2 separate regions of the Mus musculus genome follow, and region 1 is linked to region 2. Evidence: chromatin contacts called from public Hi-C data. All regions are on one chromosome and are shown on one strand. The core of a region is the stretch at or near the end of the contact, and the rest is flanking DNA. Distances in the headings are between cores, read along the strand shown. Region 1 holds the start of Cracr2a (calcium release activated channel regulator 2A). Region 2 has its middle 39 kb from the start of Cracr2a.

Region 1 (6,280 bases), core at 2,245-4,744, 39 kb after region 2:
TTGAGGTTAGTCGGCCTTGGATCATGAAGGCCATATAGTCATGGAGGAATCAGGGATTCTTACCTTTTTTTCATTCCAGGCTGGATATGTAGCCTAGGGTCAACTCTGCTGTGCCTCAGTTTCCTATATCTATAGGCAGAAGAGCCATCTTCGTTCCACCTCTGCTGTGGGAAAAGCAATTGTGTCCAGTGCATCGTGTGACCTCCAGATCATCCTTACGCTGGTCCTGGGCAGTTCTAGGAAGGAATGGTATCTGCAAATTAGAGACATCTCCTTAAAGGCACAGCATTTTGTCCCGAAGTGTCTACATGTTGGGATGGACCAAATGACGGCCATTAGACACAGAATCATAGAGACAGGAAGCAACATTATGTCAGACAGTTCTACATAAAGAATGTAGTCTGCCTCTAGGTGGAGATGCACCCCTGTGTCCTCCCTTAAAGGCTAAGGCATCGGGACAAGTCAGAGACCTGGTTAGGAGACTACCCCTAGGAAGGTGGTCTCACCATAAGATAATGTGTTTTTTTCCTTCCCAGAATTCCCAGCCCTCAGTATAGTCCCTTCTAACTAAGTCAGTTTGAAGTTCATTTGGCTGGCTCGGCCTGGGCTTCTAAGTCCAACTCAGAAAGGGTTCATGGTTTCCTTTTCTTCCCTTCTGTGTCTTTCATTCAGATGCTGGCAGAGGCTGAGGATGCCTTTAACTCTGAGAAGGCTTTGGGCTTCAATGCCCTTTTTTCCCCTAAAGTTCCCCTCCCTGCAATGGGCTGCTTATTTAGCTGACCAGTATGGTGGCTGTCCTTCTCCATTTTCTTCTTCTGGGCAGCTGCAGTATTTATAGCTTACCTTTCTGGAGTTTTTCTATTACAGGTTATAAACTGTTCTCATTGTCTTAGTGATGAGACTAAAACCCCAATAAGGGACTTCAATTTTCCTGATGTTGGGTGTTGTATGGTGGTTCAGCTGGGACTCTGCAAGAGTCTTTTCGGAGGAGTTAGAATGGTAGCCGGCACATAAGAATACCCAGTCAAGAATAAAGAAGGTTGAAGTTAGTCAGCCTAGGATTATGAAGGCCATATAGTCATGGAGAGCAAGTAATCAAGGGTTCTTATCTTTCTTCTATTCAAGGTTGGGTGTGTCACCTTGTTAATTGTTTGTTAATTCTTGAATTGGTAGAGAAAAGTGAATATGTTCCTGCAGCCCTAGACGGCATCAACTGATCACAGCCATTCTCACTTATTCTGTTATTCCACCTGAGAGATGATGTCTGACCGTGACCACAGGAGCACTTGGCATTGTCTAATGTGCCACTTTCCATTCTAACTCCTCCTAAAAGACACATTTGCCAGCATCCTTAAAACATCCCTCTGTAACGTTTATTTTGATTTTACTTTTAGAGTTTCATACAGGGGGACTATATTTACATCATTCCCACCCCACTCTCTTCCTCCCCCAACTCTTTTCATGTCCCCCAAGCCCCCTCCCAATGCTATGACCTCCTCTTCTTTGATGTTGTATACATGCACACACCCATACACACCAATGTGCATATAAATATGACCTGCTGCGTTCAGTTATTGTTGCTTACATGTTTGTGTGTTTAGGGCTGACCACTTGGTGTTGGATAACCTAACAGGTGGATAACTTTGTCCTTGAAGAAGTCTCATTTTCTTTATCTCCACAGCCATTCATTGCCTTGGGGCCTTGTGAGATTTCCCACTTCCGTGTTGGGATCAATTGATGTCATTGTGCAGTCTTGTTTGGGTGACTATAGTGTTAGTGTTAAGATTTCATAGGTGCAGATCCCTGTCAAATATAGAAGACACTATCTTGCAGCAGACACTCTGGTCTTCTGGATCTTACAATGCCCCCCCCCCTTCCCTCTGTGATGTTTCCCGAGCCTTAGGTCTAGGGTTAGAACTTCTATGACACAAGAATCCTTAGCCATGCACTGACAAGAGGTTCAATAACTTGCCAAGGCTGTAGCTGCCAAGATAGAGCTCACATCTGTGGGCTTCAGTCTGGGCTCTTGACTGCTAATACCTTGACCAATTAACTGATTAATAGCTCATGAAGCAGTGAGAGGCAAATGACTGCCATCCCATGAGGTGGTTGTAGGCATGGAAGCCAGCTGGAGCCTGAGAAGGAAGAGGCAGTAGTTATGAGAATGACCATGGCCATGACCTTAGGTGCCTCTGACTTGGTGTCTCTGGTCTCCGTTTTCTCCTCTGTAGAACGGAGATGAAGTGGCTTTGCATCAAGATGAGTCCTGCCGTCCCTCCTTGTCTTGGGCGGTGGTGATGAAAATGCCTCTTTTCTTAGTTTAGCTGATTGAGAAAGGTGAGCGATCCATCTGACACATCCTAGAGACCCAGATTTGCTACCTAGCTGGCTGGGTCTCAAGCTTATGTGTCATCTTGTTCCATTCCAACTCTGGGGGCTGACACAAGCAAGCCTTCTCCAGGACTGAGAAGGGAAAACCAGGGCACAGAGGAGGAGACGCTGAGGGAAGGAATGAGAGGATATTGGCCCCTTCTGAGGCTCCTGCGGTGGGGTGGGATGGTGAACTAGCCACTGGCCGGCTGCAAGCAGAAAGGATACATTGTAGTAATTGGTACCAATGAGTGTGGGTGTCTCTTTGTGATCTGGGTTTAGAGTGTGTTTCTATGTGTGTAGGGTGTGTGTGTATGGGGGCGATGGCTAATAGATAAACTTGCCAGAGGAGGACAGACCTTCTGCTGAGGGGCAGTGTTTGGGGAAAGGTCCCTAAACTGATATTTCATGGAGCCTGGATGGGTAGGTTTCCAACGGGAAAAGAAGAAAGAGGGGAATTCTGGGTAAAGATAGAGGTCTTAGCAGCCAGAAAAGGCACCTGGTATTTGCAACAGGTAGCAGCTTTGGTGCAGAGCTGTATGTTTGAGGGTCGAGTGGCGAAACTGGAAGATGAGCTTACAGCTTGGTAGGGAGCAGTGGACTCGGCTGAAGGGCTATCTTCAAGCATGGAAGTTTTTGAAGATTTATTGAATACTTTGTTTAAAGGCACGTGTTGCATGGACTTTAATTGAGCACGCATTCCTGCCCACCCTAGAATACATAAGATCAGACAAGCATCAAGAACAAAATCCCCTTGGTTTCTAAGTGCAAAGAGAGCAGCTGAAGCCGGTTTTTCAGGGTGAATGAGTTCTCTCTAGCAGGTCCACAAAGCCCAGACTGGTGCCTGGCTTTTAGTGCAAAGAGAGGCTCTGGAGACAGACTCCCTTGGCTCATTGAGCAAGGGTCCTCTAAGGCAAAGACCAGCAAAGAGGGGGCACAGGAAGTCTTGGGCTCCAGTCAGCGACGGCCCCGCCCTCGCCACCCAGACTGCAGGCTTTAGTAGTCAGTCACAAGTTGCTTCGCTAAGCTGGGACACCACGGTATGGTGTAGATCCTGGAGCGCGCGCAGTGGGGCGCTGCTGGGGCTGGACCAGCCATGCAGCCGGAGGCGGGGACAGCGGACCAGATCCGGCTGGCCGGCGAATTCCTGACAGCTGCGAGTCAGAAGGCAGGGGGACAACTCGGACAGCCGCACTGGACGCCCCTGCAGGTAATCGGAGGAAGGTCTTGGGAGGCTTCGCCCCAAACCCTCTGCTGGGCAGCAGAGAACGCACTTCCTGCAGACCAGCAAAACACAAGGAGAGGCTGGCCTGGACTGCATGCACCCTGGGACAAGCATCCCAGCCTTGGCTTCCCCAGGCCTGGTTAGGCCCTCTGCCCTGCACCCTAAAAGGGACTATAAAAGCTTAGGAGCACCAGGGTTTAGAAAGAGCCCCCATCCCCTCGGACCCTTCAGTCACACCCAGACTGTTTTACAGAGGAAACTAAGACTTTATTGGTGAAGTGACTAGAAATTCACACTGCTGGACAGCAGGGGGAGCTGCTGGGAGCCGCTGGCACGTGGGCCCAGCACAGGGGTAAGAATTGCTACCTCACAGGGAAATAAACTCAGAGAGACAGTTAAAAAAAAAAAAAAAAAAAAAAAAAAAGACCAAAAACTTCCCAGAGCAGAGGGAGAGATGAGGTGGAGGGATCCTGGGGTGTAGCTTCCTCCTGATCCCCATTTGTCCTGTGATCTGGCTGTATGACTCAATGACCTTGTGCTGTATCTGTCCCAGATGTGGTGTGTGTGTGTGTGTGTGTGTGTGTGTGTGTGTGTGTGTGCGCGTGTGTATTGTGTGTAAGCACATACGTGTGTACCACATAATTGTGTACCAGAGCACAGTGATGTCTACCCTTGATTTCAGGAAAGTCTCACAATCCACACGTCTTCCCACTAACCACACAACCCCTAAAGGGAACCTGCCCAGTTTGCCTCTGTGGAGGAAACCAGGGATCCCTACTGTATTAGCCTTTGACTTCAGAAGGCAGAAAGTGTCAATGAGTGGCTGTCTACAAAGGTGACAGGCCAAGAGGTAGAACCTGATTGGCACATCGCATAAGGTGGTGAGTCCCTTATTTCTGGAAGAAGCTGGTACATAAGAAGTAGTGTTATCAGTGATGCAGGCAAAGGGGTGTGCAGCCAGGACAGTGTGTCCACACAAAGTCAGAGTTCAGTTTGAGGGGTCAGGTTCATGGCCCTCTTTAGGAGGAATGAATATGCATGTCCTTATGGATAATAGTCGTCTATGAAAGCTACCCTACAATGTTTTGTCTGGGGATGCTAAAAAAAAAAAAAAAGAAATTAAAAAATAAAGAGGTGTGACCCAGAGGTCCCTTGGCTTTTCTGAAATATTACACTGCGATGCTCGGGGGGTCTGGAGGAGGTGGTGCTGTTCCTTCTGGAAGGAGCGGGGCAGGCATGACAAGCCAGATGTGGCCTTCAGATCTTGAGGAAGAAGCTAAGTGTGGATGCTCTTGGAGGGACACCTCTTGAAGTTGTGCTGAAGAACCAGGGGATGTAATGGCAGGCTCGATGCATTAAGGGGCAGTGCCTGGGGCAGAGGGCAAGAGGGCCTTGAATGTTTGACCAGGGAGTCTGAGCATTAGGGTCAGTCCTGGGGTACCATGATGGCTTCTGTTGGAACGGGGCTCAGAAGCCTACAACATCTGTGACAGAGGTGGAAGCCACCCATGCTCGAGGCTGCAAGAGACCTGGGAAGGTGACTGTGTACGCTTGAGCAGGGCTGGGTGGAATGCAGAGTGAGGGGTGGCACCAGAGATGCTGTACAAAGAGCTTGGTAGGTGGGTGGGTGACAGTTGTAGTTGCGGATTCTAGAGCCACGTTTAATAATTACAACAGTAATTCCTCTGTGATCATTATTGACCCCATACTGTAGAGGAAGAACCTAGAGTCAGAAAGGTTAGGTGGCTTTTCCAAGTTCACACAGCAATTATGTGGGGGACAGGGATCTAAGACCTCCAGTGACTATATAAGTCAGTAACCAAGTGTCAGGACTTAAGAGGAGGAGGGAAGAGCTTGTGAGATGGCCCCACAGGCGAAGGCGTGTGATGTCTGTTGTGTCTGGTGACCTGAACTCCATTCTGGAAGCCACATGGTGGAAGGAGAGAACTCACTACTGAAATTTGTCCTCTGTCCATGCACATGCTGTGGAATGCTTAAATGGAGAGAGAGGGAGGAGGGAGAGGGAGGGAGAGGGAGAAGGGGGAGAGGGAGAGGGAGGGGGGGAGAGAGAGAGAGAAAGAGAGAAAGAGAAATCTGGCTTCCGTGCTTGGTCTCTAGAGAGCCTGGGTCCAGAATCAGGTATGTGGGCGCTGAGAGCTGAGAGACTTGTTATTTGTCACCTCAGCCCGTGGAAAGCCCAGCTTTGGGACAGGAACTTTGTGGGCCCTTGTGACACTTGCTTAGCTTGCTCTTTGGAGGGGGCTTGAGCTTACAGGCTGCTGGGACACTGGCCAGGTGGCTGGGAGAAGCTTGGCAGGGGTGAGGGTGCCAGGTAGCCTCCAGTGACCCTGCACTAGTCTCTGGGTTCCCAAGCACCCCTTGCTTTCCTCCCACACAGAGTGACTGCAATGCACAGGGGTTCCTTGAGGGAGAATCACTTCTATTTATCATAGTTTCCCAGATCCCGGTCCCTCCAATGTCTCCCCATAAAAGGCTAAATGTATAGTTGCAGAATATCACGAGTCGCTGCGGGAGGAGCAGAACAGCCACAGGGCTACAACATCGGGTGTTGGGAGGACAGATAGGGAAAGGATAAATTTAGAAAATCACAGTCTTTGGTCAGTTGTCAGTGACTGACAGAAGTGGGTCTAGACCCTGAGGTTTCCAACACCCAGCGTTTGCCTT
Region 2 (6,823 bases), core at 2,144-4,643:
ATTCGTCAGATGAACACAGATTCTGACTCTTCTGGTAAGTATCATTCTAAAGACTAAAATTCCTTTTGTGCTTAAAATTCAGCTGAGAGCAACAGCTCTCAAAGCTGTTCTCCAGCTACTCTCTGAACCAGCTCCCGACAGGAGGCCGGAGACTAGCCTCAGCTTTACAATTTGCATTTGAATAAAGTACCTAGACTTCCCGGAAAGAAGTTCTGCTTTCCTACTTTCTCACTGTCTTTCAAGATTTTGTCTTTCAAGCAGGTAAATCAACATTCCCGAGGCGGACCAGTGGATGTGCATCCCCGCCCCCCTAGAGCACACAGGTGGCAGCTGTTACCCCCAGTCTCAGGACATTTCCAGCATGTGGCTTTCAGTCTGAGTTAAAAATTTAGGTTTACCTAGAGGGCTAGAAGAGTAGATTTTTCTATATTAATAAAGATTGGTTTTTATTTTGATAGACAGGCTTAGCCCCTTAGCTGACCTCTGGCTTTTCACCCTTGCTGTTACTGCAAGGTGTCCTTAGCTCAATAGGCTGTGGAAAAAACAGGGATGAGGAGGAACGACTTCCAGCTCCTATTTTAGCCACAAATCGTGGTGTTACTAACGACATAATTCTTGCTTAGGCTTTGCTAATCCTGAGGTTGATAATTCTCCTTTAGGAGCTGCACAGCACTCAGAACTGTGCATACTGGTTTGTGATTGTACAAATTCAGTATGGGCATCGCTTGGTGCAGAGAGCTACTGCAGGGGAAGGTCCAGCTTGACCATTTCTGAGTTTCCTGTGAGATAAACCCGGTTTAAAAGAGGTTGGTATCATATTTTGGTTAAAAATAAAAAATATTTTCCGGCTCTACCTCGCCTCCCCAAAAGATACCGAGAGCCACATGTGTGGGTTTTACCAGTACCCACGGGAGGAATCGGGTCCATGTCCACCCAAGCCAAGGTTAAAAGCCCACTCATCTACGGATGAGAAAATCATTTGATCACCTCAGTTAAGCGTTGCCTTATTTAACTTAATTAATAGGGGGGAGACGTACTATTGAAAGGGCAAGCCCTTCACTGCCTCCCACCCAAATAAAAAAGCCAATTGGCCTTGTACTACAAGAGCCGGTCGAACTCCTTCTCCCTGTTTCCCACCTATCATCCAAAAAAGCGGAGAAATATCAACTTAGTGTTATTATAGTGTATTTCACATTTGTTCAGTCAAACTTAGCCAAAGTTCCAACGCCCTACTTAAAATTCAACTAGAAAGTTACCTACCAAGTACTAATTAGCATTATAAAGTCAGAGCCTACAGCTCCAGGCTTTTCAGTTAGTTGTTCACTAAGATAAGAAAGGACAGTCTTAAGCCAGATACAGTTTACCATAAGAAAAGTTAAAGAATCCCAGTGAAGCAAGTTTTTTCTTTAGCCCTAGATTCCAGGCAGAACTATTGAGCATAGAAAATTTTTCCCCCCTCAGGCCAGCTTTTTCTTTTTTTAAATTTTGTTAATAAAAGGGAGGAGATGTAGTCTCCCCTCCCCCAGCCTGAAACCTGCTTGCTCGGGGTGGAGCTTCCTGCTCATTCGTTCTGCCACGCCCACTGCTGGAACCTGAGGAGCCACACACGTGCACCTTTCTACTGGACCCGAGATTATTCGGCGGGAATCGGGTCCCCTCCCCCTTCCTTCATAACTAGTGTCGCAACAATAAAATTTGAGCCTTGATCAGAGTAACTGTCTTGGCTACATTCTTTTCTCTCGCCACCTAGCCCCTCTTCTCTTCCAGGTTTCCAAAATGCCTTTCCAGGCTAGAACCCAGGTTGTGGTCTGCTGGCCGGACACAACAGTGAGTCAATCTTATAATCAGGACAACTACCAGGTGACTTATGTGTAGGTGGTATATATGATGGGGATTCGCTCACACATCCCAGGCAAGGCAGAAGAGCACATTGTGAGGCTTCCTTGGCCACCTCAGGGATGTTGACACTTTAAAATTCATGAATTATTTGTGAAATATTTTATCTAGTTCCAATATTCCATCTTACTATTTCCCATACTGCAGTCGACTGCACTTATGGAAAACATGGGGACCATAGATGATGGGCCATGGAAGAGCATTTTGCAACACAAGATGTTTTAGTTAGACTCCAGAAAGAAATGCCTACTGTAGCTTTAAACCCAGAATTGATGGCCACAGGAAACCTTGTAATCGCTTGGGTAACTTCAACAGCAAAAAAGCAGGCTGGTGCTGAGGCAGCCTGCCAGGGCCGTGTGCAGCAGAAGGCACTCTTGTTGCTCCTCTCGTCCCGGGTACACCCGTGCTTGTCCTTAGGTAAGCCTTTCCAAGAGACTTCTTCAAGGTGGTTTCATACCTTATCTCCCTCACAAGCCCGTAACTTTGTACATAGTAGACTCAAAAGAAAGGTTATTTAGAGTGAATGAGCCGATGAGTGTTGTCCACCTGAGCCCTCCTACCTTACCTTCCTTTTCTCACCTCTAAGCACCTCCCTACCTAGGGCAACCCAGAAGGTCTCTGCCTGCTCACACATTGACATTCCCTGCTCACCTTATGTTGTTGTCAAACCATGTTGCTTTTCTGTGGAAGTGCATACTTCAAAAATCATACCTGAAGATGAATTCTGTACTGATGGGATAGTGATCACTAGTGTCTCACCAATGATCTCCCCTTACCCTGGCCATGCATTTAACATCATCACTCAGTCACAGCAAGCAAACGAAAGCTTAGAATGTGGTAAGTCCAAGGTTAACAAGCTAATCATGATATAAGTCTATGTCTTCCCAGAGTCCAGCACCTGTGAGTGCTCTCATGCAGGAATATCTATACACATGAGGAGTGGCAAAAGAAGAACACAGGCACATAAGTCTCCAAGAGACTTGTAAGCTCTGCTAACTAGAATAAAAGAGACATAAATTGATGTGTGAAGAGCTGAGCATTCCTCCTACAATGAACTCAGTCCCGGGGCTGGAGAGAGACCTCAGTGCTTAGAAGAGTGCAGGGGACCAGAGTTCCATTCCAGCGCCCACACCAGGCACGAGGGGATCCAACACCTTCTCTGTGGTGCACGCACACCCACACACACACACACACACACACACACACACACACACACACCACACCAAATGTGTCTTTTTTAAAAACCTGCCGTGGTATCCTGAAGCCCATGCCTGTCTCCTGGCTACTACTTGCAGCCTGCAGGGTGCAAAGTGGTCCCCCATTGACTACTAGGGTGCACATTGCCGGGTTCCAGAAGCTTCAGTGGCACTCGGACCCTGCTTTTCATCTGTTCAAAGAGTTAATTTTCATCCGCTTTCTGGGATATGTGCAGCTGGGAGTGGGAGCGCTCTGTCATCACCACACTCTGACAAGCCATTTCCCCTTCTTCCGTTTCTGTTTGCTCTTACCTTACATCATTAACCTCCCTTTCCTCCCCTCGTGGGGAGATTTTGACCAGACCCAGGTCATGGAGGACGAAGGCTCTAGTGTTTTTAGATGCTATATCAGAACTGGCAATACTTCAACTCTAAGTGCACGGTGCCCAGGGCCTTCTGTGATGAGTTCTCCCCGTGAATCTCCTGCCTTCCTCCAAACTCGAGGTTTCTTTTTATAGAAAGTAGTCAGTTCTCTCCCTAAAGGTGTGGTGTCTTTCATTGGAAAAGGAGGCTGTAATTTGTGTATCATTTTCTTGGTTCCAATAACACTGAGGCAATCTTCAGTTGAAGTTTGGTTATGACAAAGCCTGAGAATATTATCCCATTATTCCTCAGGGTGGGCAGTGGGGAGGGGAAACGGCAATGCAGGCTGATTTTGCTCTTACTCATCCCTTCCCTGTAGCAGAATAGAAAGACAGAAACTACGGAGACATGAGATGGAAAAGAAGCCCCTTGCCCTGGGATCTAGTTTGCCTGTCTTACTGAGTATTCAACACAACTAAGAAAGCCAAAATTGCCCACAGAGATAATGTGTAATTAAAAAAATTTTTTTTTTAGATTTTATTTACTCATAATGTATATGAGTATACTGATACTGTCTTCAGACTCACCAGAAGAGGGCATCAGATCCCATTACAGATGGTTGTGAGCTGGGAATTGAACTCAGGACCTCTGGAAGAGCAGTCAATGAGTGCCCTTAACTGCTGAGCCATCTCTCCAGCTGACGGGTGATTTTTAATGTGACTATATAACGGCATCTCAAGCAAGGATGCTGAAGACAACAAGTGGCCTGTGCTTCTGTGGGCAAACTGTGTGCAATCTCGAGTCTTCCCATGTTAGTGCTCCTCTCTCCAGCCTAAATCCAGTGTGCCCCATAAAGCCACCTTAACAATTCCATTCACAAAGGAACATTTTAAGATTAAAAAAAGGAAGAGGCTGGAGAAATGGTTCAGGGGTTAAGAGCACTGAATGATCTTCCAGAGGATCCAGATTTGACTCCCAACATTCACATGGCTCACAACCATCTGTAACTCCAGTTTCAGGGCATCTAACACCCTCTTCTTCTGGTCTCCTCGGGCACTGCGTGAATGTGGTACACAAACATACATGCAGGCAAGACACCCATGCACATAAAGTAAAAAAAAAAAAAAAAAAAAAAAAAAAAAAAAAAAAAAAAAAAAAAAAATTTTTCATATATTTTACATTTAAAAAAATTGTTTTGCTTTGTATTTTGCTTAGTCTTTCAACCTTATAGATGATACCCTTTAAGGGATGCAACTCAGGAAGCCACAGGATCACATACAGCCATCGGAGAGGATGCTTGGGCCCCTCTGGTACTTCTGTCTAAATGCTTAATAAACTCAGTGGCTGTGATTCACACCTGGGCCATCTTGGAGACGTGATGGGAAGGGGACTCCTCAGGCTGCTGGTGGCTGTAGGTCTGTCTCTCTCACCTTTACTGCCACTGCCACTGCCATCTCCCATGGTTGAGGGTTGATGTGGCAGGAGAGAGCACCCACTTTGCAAAGATAACCAACTCTGGGCATATATTCATCCAACATTGACAATCTTTAAGGATAAGGCCTGTGCTCTGGGCATTAAGGTTGGGAGTCTGGACCCGAAGCCAGGCAACCTGGGTTTCAGTCTTTTCTGTAGCAATAGCTGCCTGGGTGGCTTCTCTCCACCCTAGTCTCTTCATCAGTCAAAAACGTCTTTTCCAAAGCTGCAAAGAGTACTCAAGACATAGTTTCAACACCAGGTCTGGGGCCTGGCAGGCTCTATGAGTATCAGAATAGATGACAACATGTAATGATAACCCAATTGTGGCATCCTTACCAGTAGTGCTGAAAGAAGGGACCAAAAGAAAATAGTTCAAAGAATTGACAAAGGAGGGAGGAATAAAGTGTTTTGTGTGCGATACTTGTAACGGTATCCTGTTTAGGCATTTCTGAGTACAGTCCTGTGTATTAAAGAGATAAAGACCCGGGAGTTGGGCATAGGGAAGATCCTGGCTCGCAGGCACTATGTGCTAATCCTATTTGTAAGCACACCATTGCACCCACTAGAGGGCGCATGCTGCTTCAGTTCTGAGAGGGCCATATCTTGAGCTCAAGACCCTTCAGGTTTGCTTGCTTCTCCCGCCTCTGGGGAATTTAGTAGCTGAGTATCTCAACTGTGACTCATGTTCTCCCATGTTATCTACTTATGCCTACATCTAACACTGAAGGTTCCCTGCGCCCTTCCTCGTGTTATTACAAGTGTTAATATCAGACTGTGAATACGTAGAATCCACAGACAACTTGAGTATATATATATATATGATAACATGTATATCAGACATGTTATACATCTTCACTTCAATGGGTATCTAATATCACGTGTCTGCGTGTATCAATGTATCCTGTGGGATCAGACATTTTTTTAAAAGTTCATATTCATTTTGCCCTATGCAATGAAATTTTCTCCTGTTTCACAGGGCTTTCAGCTTCTGTTTTCTATAATTGCCATGTCTAGAATATTTAATTCATCACTCCTCAGCCTTTTGACTAAGATCAAGTGTAGAATATTTAATTCACCCAATGTCAGGCACACTTCAATGCCTGGAAGTTCAAGAAAGAAAAGGAGAAAAATTGTTCCATCTCAGTTTACAATTGTGTGGCTGTGCTACCTCTCATCTACACACAAGTCTTTCTTGCACCCCCAAGGCCCTCTAGGAGAGGAAGAATGCTTCTCAACTTCTGTGTGTGGTGTGTGCATGAGTATGTGTGTGTGTTGGGGGGGTGGGGGGTTAACTGCTTTTGCCTATGTGGAAACCAAAGGTCAACACTGGGTGTCTTCCTCTGTTGCTACACTTCATTTTTCCTTTTTGAGACAGGCTCTCCCAGTGAACCTGGGGTTTGCCATTTCTGTAGGCTGGCTGGCCAGTGAGCTCCCAGGATCCACCAGTCTCCACTCTCCAACAGTAGAGCTGCAGATATGTACTGCCATGCCTGCTCTTACATGGAAGCTGGGCATTCAGACTCAGGCTCTCATGCTTTCATGACCAGCATGCCACTCACTAAGTCATCTCCCCAGCTCCCCTTTCAACCTTTAATCCCCTCTTTCCTAATTGTACTGAGTAGATAGCCAATAAGTGCGGTCAGAATGCCCATTTATCAAATGGATAGAACTAGAAAAAAAGTCATCCTGAGGTAACCCTGACCCAGAAAGCCAAATATGGTCTGTGCTCACTTATAAGTGGATATTATCTGTAAAGTAAAGGATAACCATGCTACAATCTGCAGACCCAGAGAGGCTAAGTAACAAGGAGGGCTCTATGGGGGGTGGGAATATGAATCTCCCTGGGAAGGAGAAATAGAGTAGATATTGTGGATAGACTAGGGGCACGTTGG

Evidence for each region. A called contact is a pair of places that touch in the nucleus more often than the background predicts.
Region 1: a Hi-C map of granulocyte-monocyte progenitors shows a contact between it and region 2, with 2.0 times the contacts expected there. The contact joins the promoter of Cracr2a here to the enhancer-like site in region 2. A contact is called at or near these places in 4 of 39 promoter capture datasets (the 3T3-L1 cell line, 3T3-L1-derived adipocytes, liver and 1 more), 3 of 15 datasets of contacts at CTCF or cohesin (CD8 T cells, the NIH/3T3 cell line and embryonic stem cells), 6 of 484 Hi-C or Micro-C datasets (the AML12 cell line, the G1E-ER4 cell line, embryonic fibroblasts and 3 more), 1 of 115 datasets of contacts at active chromatin or transcription factors (embryonic stem cells) and 2 of 9 other capture datasets (adipose tissue and embryonic stem cells).

What each region holds. Positions count from the first base shown.
Region 1 is chr6:127,557,842-127,564,121 of GRCm38.p6, forward strand. It overlaps Cracr2a (calcium release activated channel regulator 2A), which reads left to right and starts at 3,495. Exons shown (of 19, transcript NM_001368877.1): 1 at 3,495-3,580.
Region 2 is chr6:127,519,143-127,525,965 of GRCm38.p6, forward strand. No RefSeq gene overlaps it. Among named protein-coding and RNA genes, the nearest start is that of Cracr2a, 39 kb to the right of the region's middle. Within about 2 kb of position 3,394, at least 30 of the 459 cell types and tissues checked have an H3K27ac peak or open chromatin away from gene starts, as enhancers often do. A contact at or near this core is called in granulocyte-monocyte progenitors, where this site is marked.